Regions from separate parts of the Mus musculus genome. Here regions 2 and 3 are each linked to region 1. A link is a contact called in public HiChIP or PLAC-seq and promoter capture Hi-C data. All regions are on one chromosome and are shown on one strand. The core of a region is the stretch at or near the end of the contact, and the rest is flanking DNA. Distances in the headings are between cores, read along the strand shown.

Evidence for each region. Promoter capture Hi-C pulls out the DNA fragments that hold promoters and counts their contacts. HiChIP or PLAC-seq counts read pairs in DNA pulled down with a chosen protein or histone mark.
Region 2: a contact with region 1 is called in a promoter capture Hi-C map of liver, with 5 times the contacts expected there. The contact joins the promoter of Ly6f here to the promoter of Ly6l in region 1. A contact is called at or near these places in 1 of 39 promoter capture datasets (liver), 1 of 484 Hi-C or Micro-C datasets (tail fibroblasts) and 1 of 115 datasets of contacts at active chromatin or transcription factors (pancreatic cancer cells).
Region 3: a contact with region 1 is called in an H3K27ac HiChIP or PLAC-seq map of hepatocytes, with 5 times the contacts expected there. The contact joins the enhancer-like site here to the promoter of Ly6l in region 1. A contact is called at or near these places in 1 of 15 datasets of contacts at CTCF or cohesin (pro-B cells), 4 of 484 Hi-C or Micro-C datasets (embryonic stem cells, liver, nephron progenitors and 1 more), 1 of 115 datasets of contacts at active chromatin or transcription factors (hepatocytes) and 3 of 9 other capture datasets (adipose tissue, liver and pancreatic islet).

The regions. Positions count from the first base shown.
Region 1 is chr15:75,447,904-75,451,379 of GRCm38.p6, reverse strand. Ly6l (lymphocyte antigen 6 complex, locus L) reads right to left here and starts at 1,928. Exons shown (of 3, transcript NM_001347049.1): 1 at 1,842-1,928; 2 at 1,629-1,745; 3 at 1-204. The coding sequence starts at 1,923.
Region 2 is chr15:75,266,522-75,269,997 of GRCm38.p6, reverse strand. It overlaps Ly6f (lymphocyte antigen 6 complex, locus F), which reads right to left and starts at 1,577. Exons shown (of 4, transcript NM_008530.2): 1 at 1,518-1,577; 2 at 1,199-1,296; 3 at 102-218. The coding sequence starts at 1,268.
Region 3 is chr15:75,312,635-75,316,110 of GRCm38.p6, reverse strand. It overlaps the pseudogene Gm3454. Among named protein-coding and RNA genes, the nearest start is that of Ly6f, 46 kb to the right of the region's middle. Within about 2 kb of position 1,515, at least 4 of the 459 cell types and tissues checked have an H3K27ac peak or open chromatin away from gene starts, as enhancers often do. A contact at or near this core is called in hepatocytes and liver, where this site is marked.

The DNA of each region.
Region 1 (3,476 bases), core at 679-3,178:
GGCCCAGACCCATTGGCAGAAGGAGCCTCCCTGGTAAGGACCAGAACCCCTCCCAACTCCCAGGTGCTCTGTTGCAGCGATCCCCAGAACAGCATCTTCTGGTGATCCTGGCCTGAGTATTGCCCAATGACCATTCAATGACATTATTGGAGTTTGGACAAGCAGTGGCACAGCGCTTGCTGATCTGAGTTCTTCTCTTTGTACCTGTAGAAGAAAAGAGACCGCATGTGGTCATAGAACACTGAGGCTGGTGGGTGAAATGGGGCAAGCATCCAGTGTGCAAGGCTGGATCTGGCCTTCCTGGGCCACCTTCTGCAGTCTGCTCAGAGGCAAGATCCACAGAGTCTCAGGGGCCCTGCTACTCAGTGTCACCACAAACCTGGGATATGTCAAGGAGCTTAGAGATCTCCCCAGCAGCCCCTCTCTCCCAGGGTGGTCAAGGGCAAAAGTAGAAGAGGCTGGTTGCCAAAAAGTACATTGCTTGGTGGCACAGAACTCGGGATGGCTAAGCATGTTCTAACAGAGCCCGTGGCCTCCTTGAAAGTCCAGGACATTCCTCCCTTCATGAGTGCATCAGATCTTCCCAGAACACTTAACACCCAAAGGAGTCCTGAGAGTCTACTCCCTGCACAGAGCTGCCAGTTGTTACCTTCCAGCTCCAGATAAACTGAACATAAAGCTGGGTATGTGTGTGGGGGGCAAAGGTGAAAGGCTGGAAGAAAACTGGAGAAAGTTGCACAAAGTCCCCTAGCCTCCAAATCTTCTATTAAAACTAATCCCTTTTCTGTGATAAGTAAAAGAGACCCTAGGGTCAGGACTGCCCCTGATGAGAACAGGGGCCTCACCATGGGAAACCTACTACTCTCTTTGGGAAAATTCCACTTGGGAAATGTGGCTTCAAAGTGCCATAGCTATACAGGAGGAAAAACTTCAGTAAGAAGCAACCAGAGGCAGGATTCAGTGTTGCGCATATTACTACAAAGGACAGTCTGTCAGGCCTCTCTGCCTGAGGATCATGCTGTACCACTCCTTCTGGGGCTTGTCTTAGGCCAGGAAGGCATTATTCTCAGGAATAGGCTTGAGGAAACAGGAGATGCCCAAAATTTAAGTATTAGTCTGCAACAAGGCTCAGGATGTTTAACTCAGGGAGGAGGTAGTTCTGAGGTGTCTGCAGCATCCCAGGGAACTAAAGCTAGATCAAAACAACTACTACCACCATGTGTGTGCTCACAACAGGTCTGGACATTTTCATATTTTCTCCTTTCTGTGGAGTTGGGACAAGGAATATTGGCTTTGTTCCCATTATCCTAAGGCTGACCGTAACTAAGGTCCCACTGCCTCTGTAACAGCACGTGATGCCCCATGTGAGTGGGTGGCCTTGTAAAACTTGTCCCTGACTGGCTGCCTCACTTGGGAATTCAATGTCTCATCAGAGCTTTTGTCCTGGGGAGAGTTCTAGAAGCAGTGACATAGGAACAGATATGGCAATTGGAAGAGAAAAAGGAGAGGTCACAATTCTGACCACACCTTCCTGTATTGTCCAGCACCTAGAAGACTTGCTGAGCCTGCAGGTGTGACCCAGCCTTGCCAGTGGTTCTGGAGACATCCAGGCTAGAGAACAGACTCACTCGTGTAAAGGAGAACCTCGTTGCTCACGCAGACTTTTTCGTTGGGCCGACACTCTATGGGGTGACACTTGCTGGCCTGGAGAACCTTGAAGCACTCGAAGCAGCTCAGGTTTTGGGCTATGAACAAGAACACGCAGAGGTGGTTAGGCAAAACAGGCCAACACCCCCACACTACCCCTGCCCCATCCCCCTCTACCCCTGCCCAGTCCTTACCTGGTACCTCGTTGACCATCATGCCTCCGGTGAGCTCCATAGACACCAGCGATGCCCAGAGCACCAGGAGAAGCGGGGCCATGTCTCTTGGGAGCCTTAGTCCTGCCTGGATCCTGCACAGCCTGGTACCTTGCCCTGCCACAGCCCAGTGCACCAGGACTGTGGTGCCTGGAGGAGGAGGTGGAGCACTGGCTGGAGTCTGCAGTCCTTCCCCAAAGGTTTCCAGATGAAGGAACAGCAAAGGTTGTGTGTGTGTTTGTGTGTGTGTGTGTGTGTGTGTGTGTGTGTGTGTGTGTGTGTGTGTATGAGAGAGAGAGAAAGAGAGAGAGAGAGAGAGAGAGAGAGAGAGGGAGAGAGAGAGAGAGAGAGAGAGAGAGAGAGAGAGAGAGAGAGAGAGAGAGGCAGAGGGAGAGAGAGAGAGAGGCAGAGGGAGAAGGGTGTGTTGGTGTGTTAGTTTCTCCTCTGGAGATATCAGGACACCTAGTGTGTCCTCTACTTTGGGACCCACCACCTTTGCAGGCCTTACAGACCTTACCTAAATCCATTTTACCTCAGGAAATGCTGCCTTAATCTAGAGGTGCAACTCAGTTCAATCCATGACTCATCTCATTCTGTCTTTCAACACTGTCCCCTTGAAGACAGTCCCCATAGTGGGACAAAGGGCCACTTCTTTTTCCAGGCCTGTCTGTTCATTCTTTATTCCCTGTCCCTTCCTTCTCTTTACTGTCCCTCTCTTCCCTCTTTTTACCATTTTATAAATGTGGGGGTTTGAATGAGATTGGACGTCATAAGCTCACAGGTTTGACTATTGGTCCCAAGTTCAGTGGAGCTGTTTGGAAATGATTATTAGGTGTGGCTTTGTTGGGGGAGGTTTATCACCGCAGGTGGACTTTAAAGTTTCAAAAATCCACACCATTTCCAATTGGCATTCACTGCCTCATGCTGGTGGATCAAATATAAGCTCTCAGCTACTGTACTAGCCCCACCCTTACCATCTTGGCTGCCATGTTCTGAGCCATAATGGTCATAGACTCTAACCCTGTAAAACTGTAAGGCTCTGTTTTAATCAGGGCTTATATTTCTCCATAAAACATCATAATTAAGAAGCAAGTTGGGAGGAAAGGGTTTATTCAGCTTATATTTCCACATTGCTGTTCATCACCAATGAAGTCAGGACTGGAACTCAAGCAGGGCAGGAAGCAGGAGCTGATGCAAAGGCCATGGAGGGATGTTACTTACTGGCTTGATTCCCCTGGGTTGCTCAGCTTGCTTTCTTACAGAACCCAGGACTACCAGCTCAGGGATGGCCCCACCCACAATGGGCCCTCCCCCTTTTTGATCACTAATTGAAAAAATAGTTTACAGCTGGATCTCATGGAGGTGACATTTCCTCAAGGGAGACTTCTTTCTCTGTGATAATCTAGCTGGTGTCAAGTTGACACACAAAAAACATCTACTACAGGCTCTTCTAAAAGTTGCCTTGGTCATGGTCGTACCAAAGCAATACAAAAGTAACTAACACAACCAATATTTATGGGACTGGAGAGATGGCTCTGCACATAATTATAAGTGTTGCAGTAGGCAATTAATCCTACTTAAATCAACCTGGTGTTGATGGCAGGAGTTCTTCTGTCC
Region 2 (3,476 bases), core at 328-2,827, 180 kb after region 1:
GTTTCAAGGGAGGAGAACCATGGTCCTTAACAAGTGCCCAGATCTGATGTTTTCTTCCAAGCTACCCTCAGCCATCTTTATGGAGGCCACAGGGAACTTACCCACAATAAGTTCTACCTGCTGAGAAATGCAGACTGCATCAGGGTAGGGGCAGGTAATTGATTTGCAGGCAATTCCAAGTGAAACTCCCAGGCAGTTATAGCACTCCAGCCCCTGAGCTGAGAAAAAAGCCAATATATGAGGGCTAGTTCATGCCCTTCCTAGAACAGAACCCTTCTCTCCAATGTCTTTACTTCCACACAGCTGCTGGGTGCTAGGACAGAGCAAGGATATTACTGCCCAGTCACCTCTGCCAAAAGCAAAAGTGAACCATGACCCTCCATTGTTCAAGTATGCTCGGCCCTGCTGCCTCAGCTAGCCAAACCCACAGCAGAGACCTGCACCCCAAGGGGAATTAGAGGGGCAATCACCATATTGGGAAAACAAAGATACAAAATGTCTGCTCAAGAAATGAGTGGGTGTGTAATAGGTAGTGGGGCCATCAGATAGGGAAGGCTTTTCTGACCTGTCCCACCCTACACCTGCAGAGCTGGCCCCTGTATATTGAAGCATGACAAAGCACTGAATGTCCCAGAGTCCAGCTCAAAGGTCAGACTCACCATGAGGTTTCCTGCAATACACATGTAACTAGAAGTATAGGGGTATCTGAAAGCTCAGACTTCTTAGAATAGAGATGTTCTAGCATTTGGGCCTCGTGTGGCATGTGCTGGGCATAAGGAAAAGTAAAATGCCAAGATTTGAGGATTCCAAACCCTTGGCTTGGCCTTCAGGCCAGAAAAAGAAGCCTCTACCAGTTTGTGTGCACCCAGGCCAGAGGCCTGCTTGGTAGACCAGGGCAGCAGGGTTAGAGTCTAAAGGACAGGCTGCTCTGGTGGTCAGGGTTTGTGGCACAGGTAGTAACATTGAAACGTCTTTCTGGTATGTAGTGATGGTTGCAAGGCAGGCGCTGGCAGGGTTACAGACCCAGTAAAGCACACAACACATGAGGCTTCACCCATCACAAGCCGATTCCCAATCCCCTGACACCAGCACACCTTGGGCACTGAGCACACAATGGAGGTGCAGGTGTAACCACAACCCTGAGGCAGTTTGCCATCTCCATTTTACCCTCCTGGCCATCTCTCATTTTCCACCTCACCTCTTTCTGCACACAATAGGACCACAAGAAGGATGAGTACACAGGACTTTGTAGTGTGACAACTGTCCATCCTTGGAGAAGGGCTGCACAGATCAAACCTTGGAAGTTGAAGCCAGTTATTAGATCATCATTCACATCCCTGGGCTCTCACAGGGCTCAAGCATCCACTCTTCCCACCCTCCAACACTCCCCCCCCCCCCAGCTTTCCCCAAGGAATACATGTCTGCCTATTTCTCTCATCCACCACCCACCCAGCTTTTCCTTCCTAATCTCACACTCCCAACCCCAGCCCTATCCTGAGGGCTCTTCCCTTTGTCACCTAGCAGCTCCCTCCTGACACCAGTCCTTACTTCCTCTCTGACCAGGTTGCAGGCACAGTGGTAAGATCTGTCAGATGTGCACTGAAGTAAGTACTTTAATTTCCTTTAGCTCCTCCCAGCTGACATCCTGAAGAGGGAGGGGTTTCTATACTTACTTCCTCCAGGCCAACATGTTTATTGGTTAAGATTTAGCAAGGTTTGTTGGTGATCTGGTCAGCAAGATTTATAGCTGTTGAGGAGGGAGGACCACTCAGTTGGGGAGAGACAATGGTGCTGTAGGAATAAGAGAGCAGAGATGGAGGGGCCACAGTTGGCTTGTGCTTGCCCTCAGAAAGCAAAGGAAAGAGGCAACTTGCTCAGCCTTTTCCTAGTTTTTTTGTTTGTTTGTTTCCCTTCATCTTTTGTTTTTGTTTTTGTTTTTCGAGGCATATTTGCTCTGTGTAACTTTGGCTGTCCGGGGGACTTGCTCTGTATACCAGGCTGGCTACAACCAATACTTTCAAAGGCAAGTGCTGTAGCTTGTGTTTTTTGCCACCACCACCAGACTTTTTCTTGTTTCAAATTAGAGGGTATGAGTTGCAGTGGCTCAGAGCCCAGGGCCCTCCTTTTTATAAGCAGGCAAACAACTGACAAATACCTGGCGACTGGCTCTACAGGGTCTTATATTCAAAAAGTGCAAGTCCTGAGCAAAGAATTTACTGACAACTGGGATGGAAGTTACTAAGCAGTGTCTGATATGTTTGGGTGATATAAGGGGCTGCAGGTGCTATTAGCATCTGGTAGCTAGAGTCAAGGCAGTTCTTTTCATGGCACAAGGCTTTTTTTTGCAGAGGGTGGATGACCCCAGTGTCCCTGCTGCCCAGAAGCCACCATGAAGAAGCCACATGCTATTTCTTCCTCCTCCAGTTTGTATGTGCCCTGTCTCCTCACCTATGAGGTCCTAGTCCAATGTGTCCCAAAAAGGACATAAGTTTCCTTGGCCTTTATGTCACTACCATGTGGCATGGTATTGTAATAACTCAAACCTTACTAATTAGCCAAATATTGATGGCATCTGTGGCCCAGCCTTGGGATGAGCAGCAGGGCCTCCACAGCAAGCCAGAGTCTGAGTTTCCTAACCTAGTGGAGCTGAGAGCACAGTAAGTAGCCCATGTAAGTGTCTACAAGGCACTGATACAGGTTAGAGTAGGAAGGCTAGGCACCGAATGAGACCTGAGCTGGAAATCATCCTGAGATGATGCCACAGTAAATGAACAGGTATGCTCAGAGGACAATGAGTCAGAAAATGGACCACAGCATCAGTGAAGGTGAGCACATCCACTTAAGCAGGCAAGGCTGCAAAGGGAAGGAAGCCAGAGGCTCAGAGAACATCAAGCAGATTCTCCTGATGTAAACCACAGGGCAGACCAAAGTATCTCAGTCTTTCTAGCATCTCTAGTTGGTTCTACATGTATATCCAACTCCAGTGTCAAAGTTCTAGGTTATGCAGGATGATTAATCGAAAGAAAGAGAGACTCTGTAGGCTGAAGTCAGAATTCTCAAGGAGCAGTGGGGAATCAACCTTTCCAGGACTAAAAACCAAACCCAAAGACTGATCAAAGCCTTTGTGCCAACCTCAGGAATTCATGACACAATGGTTCTGTTAATATTCTGTTACACTCCAGGGCCTCTATCCTACACTATTACAAAATATCTTCCCTGTTAACCTATAATCCACATTTGCCACCAACATTGTATAATCCAGCACAGTGGTAGGAGGAAGAGAGCAAGCAAGAAATGTTTTCTCTCTAATTCCTTCATTTGTGGACCTAGGCATTGGCTCATGTATGAACAAGTGTATGTGAAAAAAAAAAAAAAGCAGACAGCAAACCCCTGCAAACAAACAGGGCATCAGTGAAAGATCCAAGAGACAGTCCCTCTCAATTTCACCATCCAATGAGTTTATGGGACTTTTTTAC
Region 3 (3,476 bases), core at 266-2,765, 130 kb after region 1:
TCTGCCTTGTCATAGAAGCTTAGCCTGCAAGTATAAGTGTCTCCCTAACACTCCTGCCTTATTTAGAAAGATGAGCTTTGGGACTCTCACTTCCTCTTTTCCTGGCATACAATAGCAGTTTCTTGGGAGAAACCCACTGTGTTCAGTTACAAAACTACAGTTGTTAAAAAACAGGAGAACTCCATGGACATAGATTTGGTGATGGTGTCTTATACCAGAATACAAGCGATAACAGAGACCCTGAATTTAAGAATAAAATTCTTGAGTGGGTTGTGGTTGTGCTGACATGCAGTCCCAGCACTGGGGACATTTGCCTGCTTATAGTAAGGAGGGCCATGGGCTCTGAGCCACTGCAACCCATATCTTTTATTTAGAAACAGGAAAAGGATGGTGATGGCAGGAGCAGCAGCTGGAACACAGGGTTTGTTGGATATGTGTTTAAGCCTGACTGGAGTACAGAGCAAGTTCCAGGACAGCCAAAGCTACAGAGAAAACATTTTTCTCAAACAAACAAACAAACAAACAAACCAAAAACATGAAGGAAAACAAAACACAAACCAGGAAAAGTCTTAGCAGGCTGCCTCCTTCCCTGGCTTTCTGAATGGCAAGCACAAGTCCACCATGGTACCTGCCCTTCTGCCTTCTTAGTTCTCCAGCACAATGGTCCAATCCTAACTGCAAGGTCCTCCCTCCCCCAACTCCCATACAAATCTGGCTAAGTCTTACACAAGAAATATATTGACCTGGAGAATGTAAGAACCAAAAATCTCTCTTTTCAGGATGCCAGCTAGAAGGAGCTGAGGAATGGTAAAATACTTCAGTCCACATCTGACACACCTTGCCACTGTGCCTGCAGCCAGGCCTGAGAGGAAGCAAGGACTGGTGTCAGGAGGGAGCTGCTAGGTGACAAAGGAAAGAGCCCTCAGAATAGGGCTGGGGTTGGGAGTGTGAGATTAGGAAGGAAGAGCTGGGTGGGTGGTGGAGGAGAGAAGTAGGCAGACATGAATTCCTCAGGGAAAGCTGTGTAGAGGGTTGGAGGGAGGGAAGATTGGATGATTGAGCTGAGTGAGAGCCCAGGGATGTGATCGGGAGTCTATTAACTGGTTGCAACTTCCAAGGTTTTATCTGTGCAGCCCTTCTCCAAGGATGGACAATTCTCATGCTACAAAGTCCTCTGTGCTCATCCTCCTTGTGACCCTACTGCGTGCAGAAAGAGGTGAGATGGAAAATGGGAGAGTGGCAGGAGGGTACAATGGAGATGGAGAGGGTCCTCAGGGTTGTGGGTACACCTGCACCTCCATTGTGTGCCCATTACCACAGATATGCTGGAGTCAGTGAATTGGGAATTGACTTGTGGTGGGTGAAGCCTCCTGTGCTGGGGTGCTTTACTGGATCTGTAAACCTGCCAGCACCTTCCTTGCAATAATCAAAAGATGCCAGCAGGACTTTTGGACCTCACTACCTCTGGCACAAACCCTGACCACCAGAACAGCCTGTCCTTAGACGATCCTGATGACATGTTGTCCTAATCAGGCCACTGGCCTGGGTGCTCAAACTGGCAGAGCCTTCTTTTCCTGACTCTGTTGCCAAGTCAAAGGGTTTGGAATCCTTAACTCTTGGCATTTGACTTTTTCTTATGCCCATCCCATCCCACTTGAGGCCCCGATGCTAGAACTTCCCTAAACTATGAGATCAGAGCTCTCTGATGCTCCTATACCTCTAGTTACATCTGTGTTGTGGGAAGCATCATGTTGAACCTCATCTTCTGATGGACTCTGGGAATATCAGTGCTCTGTCATACTCCAATTCCTAGGTCCTAGCTCTGCAGGTTGGATAGATCAGAACATCCCTCCCTTTTTCATGGACCCAGGACCTACTTACAGAGCCACTCACTTTTCAGCCTACATTTAGTATCTATGTCTTCTCAATATGGGGACTATTTCTCTAATACCTCTTGGGGTGCAGGTCTCTCCTGTGGGGCTGGCTAGCTGTGACAGTAGTATGGAGCATATTTGACCAACCATGGCTCTTGTTTTTAGTGGAGTTTACTGTGCATTAATGTCCTTTCTCTGTCCTAGCGACCAGCAGTTGTGTGAAAGTAAAGACATTGGAGAGGAGTCTAGTCTAGGAAGCACATGCCCTAGCCCTCAATATTTTCTTCTTTCTCAGCTCAGGGTCTAGAGTGCTACCAATGTGTGAAGGCCCCACTTGAGACTGCCTGTAAATCACTTCTCTGCCACTACCCTGATGGATTCTGTACAGCTCAGGAGGCAGAAGTTATTATGGATAAGTTCCCTGTGATCTATATAAAGATGGGTGAGGGTAACATGGGATAAAAGATCAAGTCTGTGTGTGAGGCATTGGGCTATACACAGACACTCTGGTCTCCAGTTGAGCTGAGATGTTGAACCCTGGGACCCGGTGGTGATAATTCACCTACATGGGACAGAGGAGTTCTCTCATGTCTCCTGGAACCCTGGCTCCTGTCGAGGTTACTGCCCCCTCAGCCCCTACAGGAGAAGCATGGTTAGTAATCACAGAGGCAATGTCCCAAGCTTCTGACCTTCAGGCTAAACTCCTCCCCAGTTACCTAGCAACAGAAAAGATAGCAACATATTTTAAGAGGGGCTTAAATGCCCTTCCTCACTCTCTCACTCCTCTTGCTCTCTTGCTCTTACTCTCCTCTCGCCTCTCACTCCTTCTTATTCTCTAGCTTTCTGCTCTCTCTCCTTTCCCCTTTCTCTCCTCTTGGCCATGGCTGGTCTCTATCTCTCTCTTAACCTTCTCTCTTTCCCCTGCCTTTCTATGATGAAGCTCTAAAATCATAGACTGTCTCTGTTCATCTGTGTTTACTCCTGACTGCGTGGGAACCTCTCGCCCACAGCCCTCTCTCCCATAATCCCGGGGCTACAAGTTGTCATCCTGGGGCCCCAGGTTGGGGGCTGCCCCTTGTCCACCCCCTGTTGAGTGGGCTCAGTGGCTTAGATGCCCACCCGGGGCCGAGTGGAAAGTGTCAGGCAGCCCTCCCCCATCTGCCTTCCCAGAGCATAGGGAAGACTTCTGGCCACTCTGGCCAGAAGTGTGTTATCCTCTCTCCCCCCTCTTTCCCCAGCCCCCCTTTTTATTTCCCAAATCTGGGTACTTGTTACAGATCATGGTTCCCCTCCCTCCAAGAACTTTCCTGAGGTTGAAGTGGGTCTACTACAAAGTGGAGGCTGTTGGGTTCCAGGTATGTGCTGGGATGTGGATCATAAAGCAGGGCTGCCCATTGGCATCCATAGTCATCATCATTACCCTGGGCTGCCGCTGCGGTAATGTAATGCTCCTGCCCATACTCACTCTCTCTCTCTCTCTCTCTCTCTCTCTCTCTCTCTCTCTCTCTCTGTCTCTCTCTCTGTCTCTCTCTCTCTGTGTGTGTGTGTGTGTGTGTGTGTGTGTGTGTGTGAAAATGTGGGTGCACATGTATGAACATATAT